3 separate regions of the Hordeum vulgare genome follow, and all the other regions are linked to region 2. The links are chromatin contacts, called in public Hi-C maps. All regions are on one chromosome and are shown on one strand. The core of a region is the stretch at or near the end of the contact, and the rest is flanking DNA. Distances in the headings are between cores, read along the strand shown. Region 1 holds the start of LOC123408538. Region 2 holds the start of LOC123408728 (protein STICHEL-like 2). Region 3 holds the start of LOC123411474.

Region 1 (4,225 bases), core at 943-3,442, 830 kb before region 2:
GGCAAAACGAAATGTCTCATCTCCATTCGTCGTTTATGTCCTTTTTTTGTTCTTACTTATCATAACCAGCACGCTTTAAAACGTGGAATCATTCCTTACCTTTTTTTTTCCTTTTGAAAGAGCGAGTTGAAAAGCATCAGCTGTAACTTTGCCGACACCGAAGCCGATACCAACTGTCACTAGTCCGTCTTGGCTGCATCTAAGTGTTCACCTACTCTCGGTTTTCAGCCAGTTTTCCTTGTAAACTGGTCAATTCTCTTGTCGGAAAAATAAGTGTTGACCCACTCGATCAGTTTAGCATGTACCAATTGGTTTAAATGATCATGCATCTTGCTTTTGAAGAAAATGGGGAAAAGTTCCGGATTTTGGAACCACTGCAAAATATAGCCATAAGTTACCGAGTTTAGATCATTTATCAGGATATGGAACTGCCAATTTGTACCACCAATGAATTCATTCATACACAAAGAAGAGGGGAAAATGAACTCTGTCTACTTGTAGTTGCAGGGGAATTTGGCCTATTATGGGCCCACTATAAATCAGCCCCGTGTGCTTCCTCCAAGCTGCACATTGCAGCTTCCCGTAACCAAAAATAACATAAAAATAAAGTTGCACACTGCAGCTCTCAAAATAGAAATGGATGAAAAGATCACTAGATAAAGTCTTTGGAACAGAAAACTATCAATTTCAATTCCAATGGAAGGCACATGGCGTTGAGCCATTACAGCAAACTGGCAATTCTATACGAATTACACACCAGAGAGATCGCACATAACATTCATCAGAGTTTTCGATGCCGAAGATGCGTGTTCAGCCTACCTATCCAAGTCTTCCCTCCTCCTAAATGAATTATGGATCCCCACAAAATAAGTTAAGTCCTCCTCCAACTACAGAAATACAGTATAACTGAAGTTGCATGGTCAGAATTCTTTGTCAGACAAAACATGGATGAATGTAGCTTCTTGGTTCATCTGAAAGAAGGAAACTCTCCTCCAGGAAGCTCCCAGTTGTCACGCCCATCATCGTCCGTGGTACCCTCCTTCGACTCCTGCTCATCGTCAAATGGATATGGACCCTTGAAGCGCCTGCCAGACAAAACTATTAGCACCAATTAAGCAATCAAGAAGAAAAATGGTAAAGTCGAAATGAACTCGAGGGATCACTATGTACAATCGTGTACTTTACAACCGCTGACAGGCCCCTTGCACACTACAAAGTCTAGTTTAAACTCTGCTACACGATTCTTCAACGAATAATCGACTTGGAATCTAGTACAGGTTTCGTTTCTATGTACTGTAAATGCACACTATTAACCTGAATTCATGATAAACACTTGAGGGATCCAAATAATGTGCACAGATACACAGCTGAACATAAATTTCATGATCACTTCCATTCAGAACTAATAGTTTGTGGTACATAATACAGCTACAGTGATTGGTTCAATCGCTACCCTGAAATATATATGTACGGTGGTCTGATGTGGCATGAGTTTGCTGCTTAATTTCGATGTCACGTCGAGTTCATATGTGGATGGTTGCTAACATGGAAGACACATAATTGTACAGCATTAATCACTAATCATGTGATCTGTAGCACTTAAAATGGACAGGACAATGGAGCAACCATTTATAGTGAGAGCGGATGAAGATGAACCCGGGGAGGGGGGAGGCCCAAAGGCGGGTCACGGGATTAAGCAACAGGTGGATGGATCGAGCAGGGGCGCACCTGCGGCTGAGCCTCCATGCGGCGTCGCGGGACTTTCGCTTGCGCTTGTCCCGCGCATCCTCGTGCCACCGCCGCCGCCTGACCTCGTGCATGACGCCGGCCCGCCCCACCTCCCGCGTGAACTGCCGCAGCAGATCGCCCCCGTCCACGTACTCGTCTCCCGCGTCCACCTTCGCGTTGTGGTATTTGGGGTTGGCCGCCGGCGCCCACGGCGAGGAGGGGGCCGAGGCGGAGATCGAGAGGGAGAGAGCGACGGTAGGAGGCGATCCACGCGGGAAGGAGGCGACCGTGGTCCGTGATCCCGCGTGGAGGAGAGCATGTGGTGCTGGCGGTGAGAAGAAGGATCGTGCGGCGGCCGTGGTTGGCATGGTGGTAGACAGGTGGTGCGCGCCGGCGACGGACGGGAACAGGGTGGTGGGCTTTGGGGTTTCGGCCGGGTCGAGAAAGTAGAAAACCTACTTGTACTATAGTTGGGCTTACATTTGGGCGCTTTTCTTTTAGAACAACTAGAATTGGGCTTAGAGCATCTCCACCGACCAATAGCCCCTAGGTCTTTTTTTTTATCGTCGACGTTAAAAAAAAAAAGCCAAGTCGCATTTTTAGGACCTTGTTTTTCGTTGGTTTGGATCGAAATTGACGCCGATGGACCCAGGCCGAATCCAGCACGCTGGGGGCGCGTGTGGGCGCCGACTGAAGCAAAAAGTTGCGTGGGGCCGCACTATCGGCGACACTCGTCGATTTTCCCGGCGTTTGTGCCTTTTCCCTCCCTTTCCCTTCCCATCATCCACATCCCCCCTCCTCGTTCCCTCCATTCTCTCCATCTTCTCTCCCGCAGTGCTGTCGAAGAAGTACGCCGCCCCTTGCCAAGCCATCGAACCCGCCACACCAAAGGCGAGGACGCCGATGCCAAGGCCCGCAGGCTTGACAAACGCGCGGTGGAAGATCGACGTTGATCGGAGGGCGGCGGTGACCACCTATCGGCGGAATAGTCTCATCATGAAGAAATTCAGGGATGCAGCAGCGGAGCAGGAGGCGACGCCTCGCTCGACCATGGCGATCGAGCGCCCGATCTTTCCGCGTCAATAGGAGAGCTCGTTTCCACAAGGCGCGTGAGGTAGCCAGCAGAGCGTCGCATCACCGGCCAACTTCCCATCGTCGGTGTGGGGCTACGCGCCCTCCAAGCCAGAATATGTCGACGACGATGCTCTCAGCGGCTTCAACACCAACACCACCTTCCCGCGCACGCCTTCCGTGTTCACCGCCAGCCACAACACCCAGTACGGCTACTCGTCGACGTACTCGGTTCGTCTACGACGGGTCTGTGCCGTGCCCCCTGCCTTTCGCGCCGGGTTCAATGCCACAATTCAGCAATGGCGACGCCGAGATGAAGGAGATCATCAACAACGGCTCAACAGCCGCCGCTTCGTGCCCCTGGTTCAGCACACAAGAGGAACCGCTGGAAATCGGCGACGACATGGATGAGGAGGACGTGGTGGAGGAGGAAGAACCGACAGAGCTGGAGCCGGCGAGGAGCAAGGGGAGAAAGAAGAAGAAACGAGCGACCAACAGGAAGACGACTGAGACTCGCGTCAAGTGGACGGCGAAGGAAGACGAGTGCCTCGCCGAAGCATGGAAGACTATCAGCATCGACCCAATTACCGGTGCGAACCAGACCACCGATACGTACTCGAGAAAGATCAAGACGGCGTTCGACGAGCGCAAGTTGGTCGACCCCGAGTTCGCCGGCATACACATGGAGCGCGGCGACAAGGCCTTGTCCAACCATTGGGCGAGCATCTAACTAGCGTGCAACAAGTGGCATGGGATTCAGGAAGAGGTGATGGACTGCCCAGAGAGTGGTGCCAACATCGACTGACATGTATGTCCATGGCTCACCGGTCCGTGATCTTGAAAGCACATATGCTCCCTTGGTGGTTTTGATAATTCATGACAACATACATTGTCTCTTGGACTAATAATTTTACCAGATATTTCAGGTTTAATCCATGGAGAGCTTTGGGTAAAGGTTTATGTGGAGATGCCCCTTGATGCAAAAAAGGAATAATATTGGCTCAAGCTTCAAGCTAGAAGACTCTTCATTTTATATTTGTGAGAAATCACTTTTGAGCCCATAGGAAAGCCAATACTATTAAAAGGGGGTGAGGTAGTAAAATGAACTGATTGCTCAAAGTGCTCAAAGTTAGCCACCAAAATACTCAGACATTTTCCCACATATCCATTCTGTCAAAATCCACATACTCAAATTCGGTGTCACCAACTTCCAAATTTCGGACCCACCGAGTTTGACCCGAGACAAAAACCCTAGCCATTCCCACCAAATCGGTGCAACCGAATCCATATCGGTGCTGCTGATTTCAATGTGACTAACATTCTATTGCCAAGATACACAAAATCGGAATTTCCGAATTTGGGTATCGGTGCCACCGAGTTTGGCCATCTGACCGTTAGACACCTTTTTGGTGCCGCCGAGTTGTGT
Region 2 (4,166 bases), core at 187-2,686:
CGCCGCTGCGAATACTCTAGCCGCGGATGTCTTGCCAATGCCGTGCTGACCATGGAGGAGATAGATTGGAGCAAGTTTTCCTTGAGAAACAGCATTTGAAAGAGACTGTGCAACAACATTCTGTCCAGCCAGCTCAGAGAAAGACTTCGGCCGGTACTTCTGGAGCAAGCTTCTCGCGCCTTCCTGGGGCTCACTCCGACCGAGCTCTTCCCCTTCGATCACCAGAGAGAAAGCCCTGTCCTTGGCCGCCCTCGACATCCCGGAGATCGCAGAGCAGCAGTTCTGGTTATGAAGCGCCGCCTTCACCCTCGCGTTGGCCTTGATTATGTTGATCGGCGAGTTGGCTAGGCGGCCGCCAAACTCCTCCCTCCTCCTCTGAACATGATCATACATGTTGTAGCTGAAGCTGTGCCTGCCATAATTGCTTGCCTCGACGTCATCTTCCTCGAGGGAACACCCTTCCCATATGGTCTTCTTAGCCGAGTACTTGGCCAGCGAGTTGGTGTCTGGGTCCCTCAGAGATCTGGACCTCATGACGGCGACTAGAGCCCTCGAAATCGGGATGTCAACCGAATGCCTCCTCCCCTCAATCATCTTGCAAAGCTTCCAACCAACTCCACACGCTGATTCTACGACTGAAGACTGCAGACTGCTGAATCCTGCAATGCGGACGAGTGTTCAGGAACAATTTTGATTTATGACAAGGAAAGCACATGCACTGCACGTCTGCAAACTAGTAACACAAAATTTTGAAACATGAAGCAGATTCCCCCATCTAAAATTTCCATCTATTTTTAGATTGTTGGTAACTGGAAATGCAGGCCATGTACTGCGATTTTTTAGGAAACAAACTCCCTCCCGCTGCGATTTACCCTAAACAGCATTTACCGCGCAGACAATCAATCTTTGGGAGCAAAAAAGGATAGAAATTGGGCGTACGGGTTTGAGCAAATCAATCTTGCTGCACCAGTGATTGAGCAAATCAATCTTGCTGCACCGGTGGTTTTGAGCAAATCGTGAATGCAGAATGCATCTAAGAAGAAAAAACAAGAGGAGAGAAAAAACAACCTGGGAATTGAGGTTGTTGGAAGAAAAAAACCTGGGAGCGGGGGGATTAAAAAAAAGAGAGGGGAGCGCAATTCCCCGTAGAGGAATGCACCACCTCAAAGAAGGAAAATAGTAAAACGAAAGATGAGAGCATCTCGGCGACACGCGAACCGAATAACCAGAAGAGCAGGAACAGAAGAGGAAAGGTGGGGATTCGAACCGAAAGAATGCTTACCCTACGCCCCTGCCACCCCGAAGCCGTCCACCGCCGCCGCCGACGAGGAGGAGGAGGAGACGAAAACCGGCACAGCCTTTAGGCACCGTCACCGCCACACCCGACCGCTGCGCTCCAGCCCGCTCCCGGTATTTAGCACCACCGCCACCACCGCCGCATTAATAACGCGAGCGAGGGGGAGGGAAGGGAGCTAGGGCCGCAGGAGCAAGAAGAAGACGAGGGGCAGCGCAGTGGCAGAGCGCGTAAATACGTCCGAAGTCGACGGATGGTTAACACCGCGAGAGGCCTGGGCGGAGACTTGAGTAGAGGAAATCGGAGGCCGGCCGCGCCTCGGGCCGCCTGCCATCGCCCGTCGGTGGCTCTACGGCCGTAGATACCTGTGAAAAGAAGGGGTATGCTCGTCTTTTGGCGAGAGGATCGCACGGCTCCGTCACGGCCGGCCGAATCGTAACGGAGCGTGAGAGATGTTGCGGGGAGGGGGTGGCGTGGGATTTACTGTTGCTGATGCCGGGGGCGGGGGCTCGTGACCCCACCGCTCTGCTCGTCCTCTCTTCGTCCTTTACTGCAAAATAACTCTGTTTCGCCCAAAAGCAAAATTTGGCTTTCCTGGCATGGCCTCATTTTCCCCCCTTCCTCCGTAAATTCACATCATGCGTTTAAATAGTGGAAAAACCCGTGTGTGTTCCAAACGCTACTAATTGCCTTTTATAAGACGGGTTTTTTAAAACTCTTCTATTTATAAGACGGAATTATAATTGGAGGAGATTTGTTTATCATCTGATTTGGAGCATGCCCATGTTACGGAATTGTGATGCTCCTACTGTTTCTGTTTTTTTTTTTTTTTGACAACGTTCAACTGTTTCTGTTTTGTATGCAGCATCGTCAGAGTTTGTTTCTTGTGCCAGGCTAGGAGGATGGATGTCCGGGACCTTCTTTTTTCTCCACAGCACATGTTCGTCGTAGTATTATTTATCTCTCTTCTTTTGACGGGGATACGACACAGGGGGGACCAAGGTTAGTTGGGTACGACGACGTGTTTACTCGTTTTCTAATCACCATTTCATTACTACTGCTAGTGATTAGGCAATGGCAGGGCGTTGATGATGAGCTAACTAGTCTCGACTCCTCTGCTCACTGCGCTGCTGAAACAAATGTGGCTTTAATCATGAGATTAGCCCACCCATTAAGATATGATCGCATCATCATGTCCGAATCTACTCCAAGATAAGCATTCCCAAATCAGACAGTTCCGCATGCTTATATGTTTTTCATTGAAAATATATGAGGTTATGCCGGCCTGTGTTCTTAATCATACTAGATCAGTACGGTACGTTCCTGTGATTAAAAACAAGAGCCTAAGGGCCTAACGGCGACAGTATAGCTTGCCGTGAAAAGGTCCCACTGTTTGGTTTGACCCTTTCGTTTAGCTTCCGTAAAACCTAGCATGGTCTGGGAACAATATTTGATGATACTAACCTAAGGTTTCAGTATTGAGCTACGTATAATATGAATCAGCATGACAAAGTATGATCATATACTACTACTAATGCAATATAGACGACAAAGTGCAGAGCCTCTACAGTGAGAATTGCTGGAATGGGCTGGAATGGAATCCCATGCGTGCAATTCCGCTACAGACATATGGCAGCAAAAGCTGGAAAAGAATCCTATATCGTTCTTCCATACTCCATGCTCCATGCCATCTCTCTCTCATTTTCCTCTACTATCTTGTTTGTGAAAAAGATGCACATGCACGAGCTGTGGAAGTCCGCTGTACAGAGAGAAGGTGGCTATGTGGTGCGCTGTGTGACTGTTGGAGCAGACAGGGCAAGAAGAAGTGTTGCATCCATCTGTCCACGAGACGGCAAATGGCAAGCGTAAAATCAAGCTTTCCTTGAGACGGAGGAGAACCCCTCTTTACTGAACAGCATTGACTGGACACTGGTCAGTGTATGGTAATATTTGCTGCTACAGTTGAAGATCTCCATGGAGGCAGCAGACGAAGATTTTGTCAGGGCGTAAACGCCCCATCATCAATGGAGTCCTTTCCCTAGTTCTGAACCCCTGGGGAGAAATTTATGGAGGGGGTAGACTTGAGGTTCGGATTCACATGGACCACTTGAACATGCGAGGCCAATTTTTTTCTGTTCTAACCTAAAGCCTAAAATAATTACAGATTCGATCCTAGTTTAAAAATAAACTCAAATATAATCTCTTTACGTGATGTCATCCATCGTGGCGTTTGGGTTGCCTAGGAGACGCCACACATCCCGGCGTCTGACACGGGCCCGCTTTCATTCCCTCCTTCCGTTGATCGGCTAATGTGGCAAAGGTCCAGACGCCAGGGGCCACGAAGTCTGGACCCGACCAGAACGCCAGGACTCATGGCGTCTCGCCCCTGAGCCAGCACCTGTTTTTCTTCCCCTCCCCGAGGCCCAAACGTCATGGTCTGTAGTTCACAAATTAAAGATAACATATCAAGTGCACTTCACTTCACTTCCTTCTTCCTCTCTTCGTGGCTTTCCCTTTTCTGGTAGGCACTTCCTCCTCCTCTTGTTCGCTAGACTCCTCTTCTCCCTCTGCCTCTTCCTCTTCTATATCTTCCTCCTCTTCCTCTTCCTCGTCTTCCTCTTATTCAATATACCTCACCCCCTTAGGCAAATTCTTACAATTATACTCCGGACTACCAATCCGAGAATTTAATCTCTTCTTTCTCGCCGCACGTGGTGTCTTCTTTTTCGTGGACTGTGACGGGTGTGGAGCATCAATGTCTACCTCATGCTCCTGTGTCGTTTCCTCTTCTTTTGTGTCATCGATGGTTAGATGACGACGTCGAGCTCTAGAGGAGCGGCTAGTACCAGTTGTAAACACGTCCAGGACTGAG
Region 3 (4,534 bases), core at 866-3,365, 670 kb after region 2:
TCGCGGATTTGACTAGAGGTTGTGCTCCTGGATCATGCAGCTGGTTAGATCCGGTAGCACAACGATCAATGTTAATGGGGAAGTGGGCCCCTTTTTCCAGGCTTCCAGGGGGGTCAAACAAGGTGACCCTGTTTCCCCCCTGCTTTTTAATCTCGCTGTCGACGCCCTCGCCGGCATCCTGGATAAGGCAAAGCTCGCCGGGCATATTCAGGGGGTGGTTGGTCACCTCATCTCGGGTGGTGGTGTATCTCACCTCCAATATGCGGATGACACCATGATCATGGTCACAGGCTCCGACTCGGACATTGCTAATCTTAAGTTCCTTTTACTCTGCTTTGAGGAAATGTCTGGACTTAAGATTAACTTTGATAAGAGTGAGGTGGTGGTCCTGGGATACTCCGAGGCTAAGCAGCACAGGATCGCAGACAACCTTAACTGCAAACTGGCTGTCCTCCCCATCTCTTATTTGGGGATGCCTCTTGCCAAGTCCAGAATTTTGGTCAATGGGTTTGATCCGCTTGTGGGACGAGTAACGTCCCGTGCGGAGCCCTGGTGTGGCAGGTTCACATCTAAAGGAAGCAAGTTTGTCCTCATTAGCTCTAACCTTGCGAGTCTCCCCGTGTATTTGATGGGGATGTATATTCTGCTCGAAGGGGTGCACAGCGCCTTTGATAAGGAGTTGGCTAGGTTCTTCTGGCAGGCAGGGGATGGTAGACCCAAATACCACATGGTAAAATGGGCTGATATTTGCCTGCCAAAGGACCGAGGAGGCTTGGGCATTCCAGCTTCCTGCCGCATGAACGGTTCTCTCATGCTTCGCTGGGTGTGGCGGATCCTGCAGGGAGACGGGGGGCTGTGGCTTCAACTGATTGAGGCTAAGTACCTGCAGGGCAGGCCCCTCTTGGCCTGCTCGCTCGCGTCTGGGTCGCAGTTCTGGAAATCCATTCAGGGCATCAAGAACGACATTAGACTGGGTCTGCGGATCTCGGTGGGTAATGGGGCAGAGACCCAGTTTTGGCTAGACCCCTGGATGGATGGCGAACCCTTACGCTCGCGCTTCCCGAGGCTCTTGCTATTTGCGACGACCCTACCGTCCTTGTCTCTGCGTCTGCTGTGGAGGACGGATGGCAGGTTGCGTTCCGCCGTCCCCTCGGCCCAGCTAAGGTCGAGGACTAGGAACTCCTGCAGGCGGTGGTTCCCCTCCCTGCCTTGTCGTCCAGAGATAGTGTTTCCTGGAGTCTTTCTCCCTCAGGAGAATTCTCCGTTAGTTCGGCCTATTTGGCTTTGTGTAGGATGCCTGTCCTTCCGTGGATATCCCCACTTTGGAAGGCACCGTTGCCCCTGAAGATCAAGATTTTCGTTTGGCAGCTTCTTCGAGATCGTCTGCCTTCAGGGACGGAGGTGTTGAAACGCCATGGTCCGGGTAACGGCATTTGTCCGTTGTGCCATGTCCCGGAGACCGGCGCTCACATTTTGTTCTCCCGCGTCGCGGCACAGGCCCTTTGGTGCTTTGTTCGCGAGGCCCTCGGACCGGAATGGGTGGCCTCGGACCTTGCAGATTTCCTGCAGGTACGGGCCACCCAGGTCGGCCGTAAGCGCCGACTGTTCTGGCTGCTATTCGCAGCTATGATGTGGACCCTTTGGACTACTCGCAACAAAATGGTGATTGAAAGGATCTTTCAGCGACGTGCTTTTGACTCGTTCTTCAAATTCCTTGCCTTTTTACAGCTTTGACATCCGCTCGTTAGGACCCAAGACCGCGGCAGGCTTCAGCGATACCTGGATGCGCTGATGGCAGCTGCCCGGCGGCTCGCCGCTCCATGGGTGCACCTTAGCCGCCCCTCCGTTGGCATTTTTGGTTTCTTTTCCTTTCTTGGGCAGGAATGTGCTGGTGCCCCAGCATTTCCTACGTTTGCACTTTGTTGGTTTGTATTGTTTAGATGCTGGACTATGTGCTTTATCTATAAAGCGGGACGAAAACGTGTTTCGAGATTAAGGTCAAGACGTAGCACCGGCGTTAAAGTCGCAACGGCGACGATGTGAACGCCCACCCCATCACAAAACCTCCGTGAAGCCGTTAAAACCCCACCCTACCAGATCCCGTAGGACCCCGAGCACCGCAATCCGGCCAGCCAATGGGGCGTCGCCATGTCAGTAAAACTTGGCCACGTCCGCGCAGGATCATGGAAAAAGCGCCTCGCCTTTGCTGGCCCCGCGCCACCCTGCTCGCGGCCGCGGGAGATCCCCTCGCTTTCCCTCCAAATAGCTTCTCCCGTGCTCATGTTCCCATGCTTGTCGCCCATTTTGCAGGGAGCACCTTGAGGTTGTAGTGAAGTATTTCCGAGGCCATGGCTAGCGGCGGCGGCGGCGGCCGGCGGCGAGGGTCGCGCCGGGCCAAGGTGAAGAAGAAGAAGAAGACCAAGTACCTCAGCCTCAGCCGCCACCTCGCCAAGGCGGTGGAGGTCGACAAGCCTGCCGAATCTCTGTCGGCGGAGGATTCCTTGCCGCCACCCTCGGCTTTGGCGTCGCCGTCCACGGAGGAGGCGGTGGAGGATGGATGCGGGCACGAGCAGCAGCAGCAGCAGCAGCAGCAGCTCGAGCCGTTCGCGCTGCATCCTGAGGCGCCGTCGACTCTCTTCGCGGCGGCGCCGTCGCTCACTGACATCCTCGGCCTGTCCTCCTCCTCCTTTTCCGGCGGCGGCGAAGGGGATTCGCCCTCGTGCACCCCCTCCCCGGACGCCTCCGCGGGGACTGCTGGCGGGGAGGAGGACCTTGCGCGGCGCGCGCTCCGGGGGAGGGAGCGGTGGGTGTACTGCAGGAGCAGCTCCTCTTCGCCTAGCGCGGCCACCGCGACGACCACCACGTCATCCTCGTGCTCCTCGGCCGCGAGCACGGGCGCCGCCTCCGCGCGGTCGCCGCTGCTCAAGCTGGACTACGACGAGATCCTGGCCGCCTGGGCGGGCCGCGGGTCCCTCTACATCGACGGCGCGGCGGGCCACGTGACGCCCAAGCTGGAGCTTGGTTCTGTAAGCCTAAGACCCCCTTTATCTTCTCGGACTCGGGGGGACGATGCGCGCTCGTGAATCCTGACACGGAGTCTCGTTGCGTTGCAGGAGGTGTTCGTGGATGTGGCGCCGCCGCGGCAGGCGGCGACGTGGAGCTCGCCGGAGGTGTCCGGGAGGGCGGAGCGGGTGAGGCGGTATAAGGAGAAGCGACATGCCCGGCTGTTCTCGAAGCGGATCCGGTACGAGGTACGCCGGCTCAATGCCGTCAAGCGGCCGCGCTTGAAGGTAATTCTTCGCATCGCGTTCTGCCGTATCTGAACCTGTTGCAGTTTCCTTATCGTGTCTGTGATCTAGCAATATGTGTGGGTACATACTGCATCAGTAATGATCTGAACTGCTAAATGGCGTTGATGGGAATCTGGGATAGAGGTTGATCAGATTCTATACCTCCGGGAATCTGGGTGTAGATCGTGGATTAGAGATCCAGCTTCTGGTCCCAGCAACAATTGAATGAACTTATCATACAGAACTGAAGCTCTCCACATGGCTATGTAAAGATAACCTCGAAATTATGGTCCCGCGCTGACCTTCTTCATTTGACGATTACCAAGAATTCACACATCACTTGGAATGAATCGAACACTGCGCCTTAAGTATCTTTCTGCTCTTGTACCTAATTTCCGGCAAACACGAGACAGTACTCCTGGTGGTTCTGGCTTGTGCATTTGATATTTTGGGTGTGCAGACTACTAATGCATCACAGGGACTAGTCTGTTACTCCAGTTTGTTTCATCAATCTCATTCTAACAAGCTGTGTGCATCTTGTTTCACTTAACAGGGTCGTTTCATCAAGGATAAGGAGGGTGTTGCAATGGCCAACTGAGGCGAGCTGCGGCCTTCATCATAAAGACCTTGCCTCATCCAGTTACAAGAATGGTTCATGAGCCCATTCCATTCCATCTGTAAAATGTAAATGATCAGGTTAGTCTCCAGGCTGCCATATACCCAAACCGGATTTGTTGAATCGATCTGCCGCTTCCTGGTCAAGCGGCAAGCTAATTGTGGTCGCTGCGGATCGTGTTATTTGGCAGTTTTGTTGTAGGATGAAAATAATAGAACTTGATTTGGTCATAAATTTCGCTGCGGCACTGCACTTTTGATTCAGTTTTTGGCGAAGGTTCTGCAGTCCCGTGAACTTTCAGATCTTCAGATGATCAGCTACAATTTGTCTAAATTGTTGATGTTTATGTTTACACGAACTTACTGATATTTGTACCCTTCAGAATCTCACGGTCTGTGCCGTCTGATCGGCGTAAAGATGAACTGTATTTGTCAACATAGGAAAGATCATGCACTGATTTGCTGGCTTAGATCGAGAGTTTTCTGCTACTGTTGGGTGAAAAAAGATTTGGTTCGTTGTGCCGTTCTGTATTTCTGTTCTGTCAGTCGGTGTTAAGATCAGGTCATGTGACCGCTGGTCTGATTTTGTTCTGGTCCACTTGTCAGTGACTTCTTTTAGGTGCATAGCT

Evidence for each region. Hi-C and Micro-C count contacts between places; a contact is called where the count stands out from the background.
Region 1: a Hi-C map of seedling shows a contact between it and region 2, with 3 times the contacts expected there. The contact joins the promoter of LOC123408538 here to the promoter of LOC123408728 in region 2. A contact is called at or near these places in 1 of 6 Hi-C or Micro-C datasets (seedling) and 1 of 1 datasets of contacts at active chromatin or transcription factors (embryo).
Region 3: a Hi-C map of seedling shows a contact between it and region 2, with 4 times the contacts expected there. The contact joins the promoter of LOC123411474 here to the promoter of LOC123408728 in region 2. A contact is called at or near these places in 3 of 6 Hi-C or Micro-C datasets (leaf and seedling).

The regions. Positions count from the first base shown.
Region 1 is chr7H:416,116,879-416,121,103 of MorexV3_pseudomolecules_assembly, forward strand. LOC123408538 reads right to left here and starts at 2,193. Exons shown (of 2, transcript XM_045101624.1): 1 at 1,627-2,193; 2 at 638-1,085. The coding sequence starts at 2,096. The coding sequence ends at 968.
Region 2 is chr7H:416,946,008-416,950,173 of MorexV3_pseudomolecules_assembly, forward strand. LOC123408728 (protein STICHEL-like 2) reads right to left here and starts at 1,437. Exons shown (of 6, transcript XM_045101780.1): 1 at 1,283-1,437; 2 at 1-659. The coding sequence starts at 594.
Region 3 is chr7H:417,618,801-417,623,334 of MorexV3_pseudomolecules_assembly, forward strand. LOC123411474 reads left to right here and starts at 2,116. Exons shown (of 3, transcript XM_045104423.1): 1 at 2,116-3,026; 2 at 3,114-3,251; 3 at 3,844-4,169. The coding sequence starts at 2,349. The coding sequence ends at 3,888.